2 separate regions of the Mus musculus genome follow, and region 1 is linked to region 2. The links are chromatin contacts, called in public Hi-C maps. All regions are on one chromosome and are shown on one strand. Each heading gives the region's core, a stretch centred on a gene start, on an enhancer-like site or on the middle of the called end of the contact. The rest is flanking DNA. Distances are from core to core; before and after follow the strand shown. Region 1 has its middle 34 kb from the start of Gm6135. Region 2 has its middle 110 kb from the start of Tet2.

Region 1 (4,071 bases), core at 1,200-3,699, 320 kb after region 2:
CATTCAATAAGTAGCTCAGAAACACCACCACCTTAATGTCACTTTCTCTGCCAGCGTTCCTTACCCTTGTGAGTCCTGTGACTTCCTGACTGTCTTGTCCATGTGAAACAAATGCAAGGGCATCATCATCAGGAAACTGAAACACACATGGATCCAGAGGTGACAGTTTTCTCCACAGAGGATCAGGTGGTAACATAGTTTAGGCTTTGCATGCGCCATGGTCTCTGCCTGAGCTAGACAGAAAGTATCCAGAAACAGCATGTAAACAAATCATCACATCTATGTGCCAATGCAATCGAAATGATGGGAAGTGGATTTGGTGTATCTGGTCCATGGGCTGCCTGCTACAGAGCACGAGAAAAGCCAAAACTGTGGCTGCACGTGGCCTGTGTAGTACTTCTTGTTCATGTCTATGAGGCATCCCCCAAGGATACACAATCGGGCACAGAGACTTGTGAAGCACTTAGGGACTGAGGAAAAGGTTTGTGGAGAAGGTGAAGTGAGAGTGTCTCCTAAAGGATGGGGAATGCAGGTTCTCTTCAATCAGTGAAGAGTAGGGTACGCCCACAGAGTGCAGTAAACTCTGGAAACAGTTTATTTCTCTGGCCAAATGGAGAGTCACATACGCGTCATGCTTTTGCACACTACGAGCACGAAGAAGAGACAGCCATGGTGAAGAGTGAGCGTAGCAGGGACCCAGGCACTGTGTTGTCCGCCTCCAACACCCATGTTAAAAGATTTAACTAGTGGCTTTACTCTTTAGGCAGCTGCTAGTGCGCTAACAGAAAACAACCATCACACATTATTTGCTTCTGGAAGTTTCCTTGACTTCTTGATATTTTAGAAAATTATACCAAATCAGGTGAGAATTAGTTCTAACGACATTATTTTTCTTAGTATTTTTTTCTATATATACACCAAGGGGGTGCGGGGGAGAACAAAGCCCAGTTTTTTTGTTTTGTTTTGTTTTGCTTTGTTTTACATATTAAAACAAATACATTAAAGAAGGCACAAGTAGGGCTGATATTGTTGTGTCAGCTCTTTGATGCTCTTATTTCACGTTCTTCCTAGATTTTCCATAGAAAAGTGGGGAGAATCATTACAGAAGTGAGCCAGAGGGCCGTGATGAAGCCCGCACGAACTTTCCTCAGTGTCAGGCTCCGATGTCCTCCACTGTTTCCACTCTGTCTGTTTTGACTTTGTAGGGTCACTCCCTGAGATTTTGCCTTCTAATGTCCCTGTTTCCGTTTGATTACAAACCCTAACTGTGCTTTTTCCTCACAATATAATCTGGAGAATTGTGCTTCAGGTGTAAGGCATACTCTAGACGCTTAATTCTATGGTGCTAACCAAATGACCTCTTCATTCATTCATTCATTCATTCATTCATTCATTCATTCAGATCTATGTGGGCCAGTGGTTGTTCTGTATGTTATAAACTTAGAAGGAATGAAGATGGGGGATCTTTGGCTTATCTCTTTCGTTCCCATTTCCCCTAGGTTGCTACACTTTTAGGCATTCTGTAAAAACCCAATGTAAATGCTGTTTTTTCCATAAAACCTGCAGTTACATACTCATAAAACTGTTCCCACAGTCCTCTATATTCCCATGACAGTACTGCTTCGGTCTCTTTTTGGTTATTTTCCTATGTGATGGTGCATTATACTGTCTAGAATGTGGGCTTATGCAGGAGGGTGACTGTGTCATTTTAATCTCTCCTCGCTATCAAGCTCCATGTTGCTCTGTTCAACTGGCTCCTCTCTGGCCACATCTTTTCTGGGCCGTCCATCAGTTATTCCAGACACCTTGCCATGTCTTGTCTTTGTAATTGTCTCTTCTAGACATTTTTGGCCAGACCCCTTTCACACCTTTATTACTTAGCTCCTGCTAGGAGGCTTAAATTCTGCATAATGACCTAGAGAATGATTATATTTTATACTGAGCAAGTCCTTAATTAATCTATTTAACAAATAAGTGAAAATTTAAAGGAAATATGTTTAGTTCTTATTACTTCTATAGTAAGTTTGGGATGAGACTATAAATGCTGAGAGCCGCTGCTGGCATTAACAAAACTGTGGGGAAGGCACACAAACACAGACCTGGCAACTCCGCTGCACACATGAGGTAATGCAAGCTACCCCTGGTCACTCAGTCCTTCTGCTTCTGCACTCCTTGTTGGTATAGCAGCCCCCGCCCCCACCCCTCTTAAGCTAGGGGAGAACAGGAAAAACACAACTCTCAACTCAAGTTAGATCAGGAAGTTGTGTGGCAATTTCTGGAATGTCAAGAATAAAAATAAGGAAGCAAGAATTAATCCTGCTAGCCTCGAATGAGAAGCTGTCACCGAGAAAGCTGTAACTTTCTAAATGAATCTAACACCTCTGAAACTCCCCCAACTATGCCAAGTGTTTACATGTTCTCTCAGAATGTGGCATCTACAGCGAGTGGTTTTGGTCGCGAAGCACACCATCTGCGTGATTACCCAGCCCTTGCGAAGAGTACTCTGAACTCAGCAGTTGTACAACAGACGCATTTAAAATATACAGTGTTCCCACTCCCATAGTTCAGAGCGGGTGTTAGAAAACAACCAGCCTCCTGGAGAACTCAGACTGCATCTGATGTTCTTCCAGACACCTTTCTGCCACCCTGCATGTAGTTCTGGAAGATAGCATTATCATAAGAGATTTACAGACCAAAGCACAGGTCAGCCTGACCTCCGGGCCATCATCAGCTGCAGTCACAGTCATTAGTGAGTCAATTGGTGTGAGAAGTGAAGTCAGATCGCTCCTCAGCTGTCATCCAAGGGGAGGTCTGTGTTGTCGGAGGAAAAACACACCCATAGCAGTCAGAGGGTGAATACTCCAGAGAAGGGACTAAGAGGACTTTCACTGTTAGTCAGCCGTGCCACCCACATAGTTCTCTTGAAAAATAACTTTAGGCTGTAGTTGCTGATGAAGTGCCAGAATCAAGACTGAAAAACTAGGAAGCTACTTTTGCAGTGACATTGGTGACTGCAGACCCACAGTTGTGAAAGAGGGACATCAAAGAGAACTCTTTAAAAAAAATGTGATAACGATGCTAAAGCAGAGCTCTCCACATTGATGGCTTCTGGCTGGGATCTGGGTAGGGAAGGACACAGTTTTCTTTAAGGGGCTGACCATTGGGAGTTTTATCATGCTCCAGTGAGTATACTGGCAACACAATTGAACTTGGTTTTGGTTTTGTTTGTTTTGCTTCTCCTCTTCCTTATCTTCCTCCTCCTCTTCCTCCTCTTCTTCTTCCTCCCTCATGTCAGTAAGAAAAATAAGAAAAATATCATAGTTTTCTTAACTCACACTAGGTCAGACACCAGCAACAAGTTTTGGGTGTGAAAAGTAAAAGTAATAATTAGAGAAAAAAAAGTCTTATGAGTACAAAATCAAAAGCAAACCAAAACCCCTAAATATACTAAAGATATGCACTGGATCTGGGAGCTGTTTCTTGGGCATAATAGACTCTACCTGTTCCAAATGGGCAGGGCACAAATAGAGCAGTCCTTCTCTAGCCATGGCTTTCAGTCTTAATATGTAAGTCACATGAGTCCATGATCATTAGTACATTTTAACCAAATTGTGTGTTATATGGACAGGATCTCTATATGAAAGATTTGGACAGGAAGTCCATACCCTAGAGTGACTTTGTCTTGGAGAGTCAGTTTAAGGACTGTGTTTGCTAGTTAGTAAATGAATGTTAAAGTCATATTTAACATAATGTAATATAATAACATTCCAGATTTGCAGCATGTGACATCACAGGCCAGGACTGTCTGGGAGAGCAGTAGAACTGGCTTTTCTGAGGCTGGCTCACAGAACACAGAGAGAAGCTGAAGGCTCAAGCTGGAGGGAGGTGAGAGTCTCATGTTCAGTGGAACTGGTGACATCTGAGAAACAAAAGAGAAAAGATGTTTGGGATTTTATACTTAGGAATTTGGGCGATTGAGTTTTGATTCTCAGTGAAACAATACTTGGTGGAATGTTTAATTACATCCAGGTTGCCCTGTGATCCAAAGGGCTTCTGGGTACACTTTCTCAG
Region 2 (4,110 bases), core at 557-3,056:
AACAGAGAAGAGAACTCCAGGGGTCTGTAAGCCTCTGTTTTATAGGTAAAGTTGGCCCCTGGATCTGGAAGAGCATCCTTACCCTGAAGGCAGGCACAAATGTCCCCACACAAATAAGTTGAAAATGTCTGTGCCTTTCTCTGTTGGACTTATCTAGGTGACATGCCAAGAGGAGAAGATGTGGTGTCTCTGAGGTCATTGCTGAATGTTATAGGAAATTGGACATGGTGGCTCATGTCTGTTATTTCTGAACTTAGGGGCCAAGGCAAGAGGATCATCAGTGGTCCAAGGTCAATTCAGGCTACACAGTGACCTTGAGGCTGGACTGTGCTATAGAACAACCTCCTTCTAACAAAACTGAAATGTTCCAGGTGGTTAGGAATCCAGTCGAGCAGTGTTCAGATCAATGTGTGTTTCCATCCACCTCTTCCTCTTTCCCTCATTACAAATTATTTTCCTAGTATGGAAAAATATAAAAATGAGAACTCAAGAATTTCACACTGTGAGTTGCTTTCATCTAGACTACTAAAACCTTGGTTTGCTTTTGGTTCTTCTTTGGTGGTGGGGGCAGGGTCAAGAAGACATAGGGGGTTTTGCTTGTCATTGGAAATGAAATATCTATCTAAAATAAGAACTTCATTCTCATTTGTCATGTCATTCAATCTTGCTAATTAAAATCTGTAAGCATGTCTTTATTATTGTATTTTCCACCTCAGGCAGAACATTAGGGTTAAGAGTTGTTCAAGTGAGGGCCTGGAAGAGCCAGTTTCAAGCAGGTCTGCCTGTCTGCCAAGCTGTCAGCATCCTCAGAGAAAGGCTCTTGTTTCCTGTAGCAGGGTTCAAAAGTATTCTCCGCTGGACTCAAACACTAAACAACGCCTAAACTTCAGGTGTTTTTAACCTTCCCAATGCTACAACCATTTAACACAGTTCCTCATGCTATACTGACTCCCAATCATAAAATTTTTCCACTGCTACTTCATAGCCATAATATTGCTACTGTTATGAATCATAATGTAAATATCTGTTATACAGGATATCTGTTATGTAACCCCCAAAAAGGGTTGAGACCCACAGGTTGACCTAAAAAACTTCTGACCTAAAGAGATGATTTACCCAACAATTTGGCCACAACCAGATGTAGAAACATCTTTGAACAGTGAAGCAAGCACAAAGGCGAACAGAGGAGAGAGGGAACTAGAAATGCTGCCTTTGCCCTGGGGAAGCCAGGAAGTTAAACATTTCTTCATTGGGAAGGAACTTGTCCTGTGTGTCCTCTCTCTGCCTGCTTTTCCAATGTAGGTCCGGGCACACTGGACCAGAGGGATGACTCTAAGTCTAGATTGAACCTCTTGAAACTTAAAGGCAGAAGGAAACCTGCCATCCTGCCTCCAGCCCCATGAGAATGCTGGTGATATTTGAGTAGCCAGAAGATCATCGTAGACAAAAGTGCTTCTACTCTTCTGTTTCCTGGCCCAGGGCTTCCCCCTTGCCCTCCTAGCAATGGACCCATTTCTAGGATCAACCATGTTCTATTGCGTCATTTTTTTTTCTGTTCCATTTGGCTAACAGTGACTCAGAACAGTTGAACAACCCCCTTTTCTCTGAACAATCTGAAGCTCATCCTGCAAGCAGTTTCTCTCTGCCCCTTCATTCTGGGTAGCCCTGGGGTTTCCCCTTTTCTTGAATTCTAGTAATGAATGGTTGCCGAGAAAGCAGGTGATTCGATGCTGTCATGAACCGAACTATGGGTAAGAAGCCCTGTGACATCAGCTGCTGCTCAGTGCTTGCGGCCAGCACTCTGTCATCTGTAGCATCATGGTGCAGTGTTCTCCACTGATGCTTTTCAGAGTCAGAGAAACACAGGGTCTTAGAGGCACATGTGATACATGCTCAAAATGCATGCTCGTTCCTTTAAAAACACTTTTTAAAAATTGGACAGTTTTTATTTATATAAGCAACATTTCTCTCTCTCATCCCCTACTCTCTCCCATTAACACCCTCCTTCTTACCAAGTCCTTTCCTACTGTCATGTCTTCCTTTTGTGTGTGCAACACTGATTTTAATAAAAGTTACCTTCTTGAGCATGAGTGAGGGGTTATTTTAGTAAACAAGGTCGATTTATTAGTGACTACACCACTAAAGACAGAACCACCCCCTTGCGAATTCTGTTTGGGGCCTTTTTTCTTACTAAGATTTTTCTCACTGACCCAAATCCCTTTTGCCAGGGGACAGAGAAATGAATAGTGGGTGGTAAATATTATCTGGTTCATGTATGTAGCCGGGACACGACCCACAGGACCATGATGATGGTTCTAGGTGAGGTGAATTTGCCCAGGTCCACCCAGAACACACTGTAGGTATTGGACAGCTGACGGCTGGGGACGTAGCTCAGTGGTGGAGCTTCAGCTCAGTATGTGAGAGATGCTGAGGTTCAGTCTTGAGACCAAGAAAGAAATAAAAACCAGCTGAATGCTGTAGACCCTCTGGGTCCCTGTGTCTGCGTGGAATGGGTCTCTCGACGCAGGTGGGCAAAGTGTGGATGAATGACAAACAGACACACACAGGAGAGGTTGTGTGGAATCTGAGTGTAATTTTCGAATTGAGCTTCAGACTTTTTATGCAGAGGACAATAAGGAAGTTGGGTGACATATTCATATTTGCAAGGTACAATTGAGGTAACGGGAATGTTACATAAAACAGAGGAATGCAAACACAAAAGGTCTAATGGGAACCACCTGGGATAGAATACATTGATAACAGCTGGGATCAACAAGGGCTCCACCTAAGATTCACTAATCTTAGAAGCCAGGGTCAAGGGCTTCGCGCCCTTGCCATAGTTCCTATTTTAGTCTCTTGTATAGTCCACCTTCCCCTTAGGCCATTGTAAATACATGTGTATGGGTGTAACTCTGCTATAGTTCTAAGTATCTATTCTGATTTCTCCTTTGGTCTGAAACTTCCTTCTTCCTTAGTGAGGGTAAATTCCTGTGTAAGGGAGTGACTTAGCTTTTACAATCTTACTGAATTCCAAGCCCTTGATCTTGGTCAAGGACATTCTAGGACTGTTGGAACACTGGCGGAAGGCTTTAGCCATGTCAGAATTCAATTTTAAAAAGCACTTATAATAGGAAAATACTGAAAGAGAGCACGTGGATCCATACACTAGACTAACATGGTAATGGAACGCGGGAATGAAAAATTAATGTATGGGTAGAGAATGCTAGACTCCAGGAGGAGAGCTTCCTTGAAACTCTTTTGCCTCATGAGTGACTTTTAAGCCTTTCGGCTTGTCCAGCTGACTGACCGGAGAGCATAGCAGCTGAACAGAAACTGACTTTCTGGGCTCCGATGGGTCAGTCAGAGTCTTCTCTCAAAAAAAAAAGAAAAAGAAACTCCTAACTCCCTTGATTCCTGCCAGGCTTTGAAATCATTTGTTTTCAGTGCTTTGATCTTCAGATCTTAATCTTAAAGTTATTTAAATTCCATACCCTAGTTTTCTCAACTATATATTGGAGATAATAATAAATAATAATAATAATAATTCTTACTTGTAGTTAGAGAAGATCCAGAAATTTAAATATGAAAAGCTCCCACCTATATCAGTGTTTGACCCACAGCAAATCCTCTATAAATAATAATGTAATGCTGAGTGAAGTTTTTGCTCTAGGTTGAGAAGTTGCTGGAATGCAGTAATATTACAACCTACCCGGGAGACGAAAGTGCAGCCTTTGAAAAGACCTATGCCTTGACCTGGAAAGGTCAGCAGTGGCTGTCATGAACCATCTCAAATCACATGAACGCCACTCCACTATGAAGATTTATAACTGCGGCTGCTCCAGAAGGAAGTCTGTAGAGCTGAGACTCCACCAACCTTACTTCCCGCCTATTTGTCTTCTGTTGCAAAGCCAGGCATGCTGTAGATGCTTGGTAGAGTTGACACTGAAGGTCAAAACGTTTGGATCATTACCAAGAAAATGCAGCATCAGTTTTTAAGAGGGCCTTGCTTTCTAGCCTGAGGTAGCTTCAAATTTATGGTCTTCCTGCCTCTGCCCCTAGAGTGCTGGGGTAACAGGTGTGTGCCATCCCATCTGGTTCATCTGGTTCTGA

What was found. Hi-C and Micro-C count contacts between places; a contact is called where the count stands out from the background.
Region 1: a Hi-C map of Th1 cells shows a contact between it and region 2, with 2.9 times the contacts expected there. The contact joins two enhancer-like sites. A contact is called at or near these places in 1 of 484 Hi-C or Micro-C datasets (Th1 cells) and 2 of 115 datasets of contacts at active chromatin or transcription factors (CD8 T cells and kidney).

The regions. Positions count from the first base shown.
Region 1 is chr3:133,755,757-133,759,827 of GRCm38.p6, forward strand. No RefSeq gene overlaps it. Among named protein-coding and RNA genes, the nearest start is that of Gm6135, 34 kb to the right of the region's middle. Within about 2 kb of position 2,450, at least 62 of the 459 cell types and tissues checked have an H3K27ac peak or open chromatin away from gene starts, as enhancers often do. A contact at or near this core is called in Th1 cells, where this site is marked.
Region 2 is chr3:133,435,490-133,439,599 of GRCm38.p6, forward strand. No RefSeq gene overlaps it. Among named protein-coding and RNA genes, the nearest start is that of Tet2, 110 kb to the right of the region's middle. Within about 2 kb of position 1,807, at least 34 of the 459 cell types and tissues checked have an H3K27ac peak or open chromatin away from gene starts, as enhancers often do. A contact at or near this core is called in Th1 cells, where this site is marked.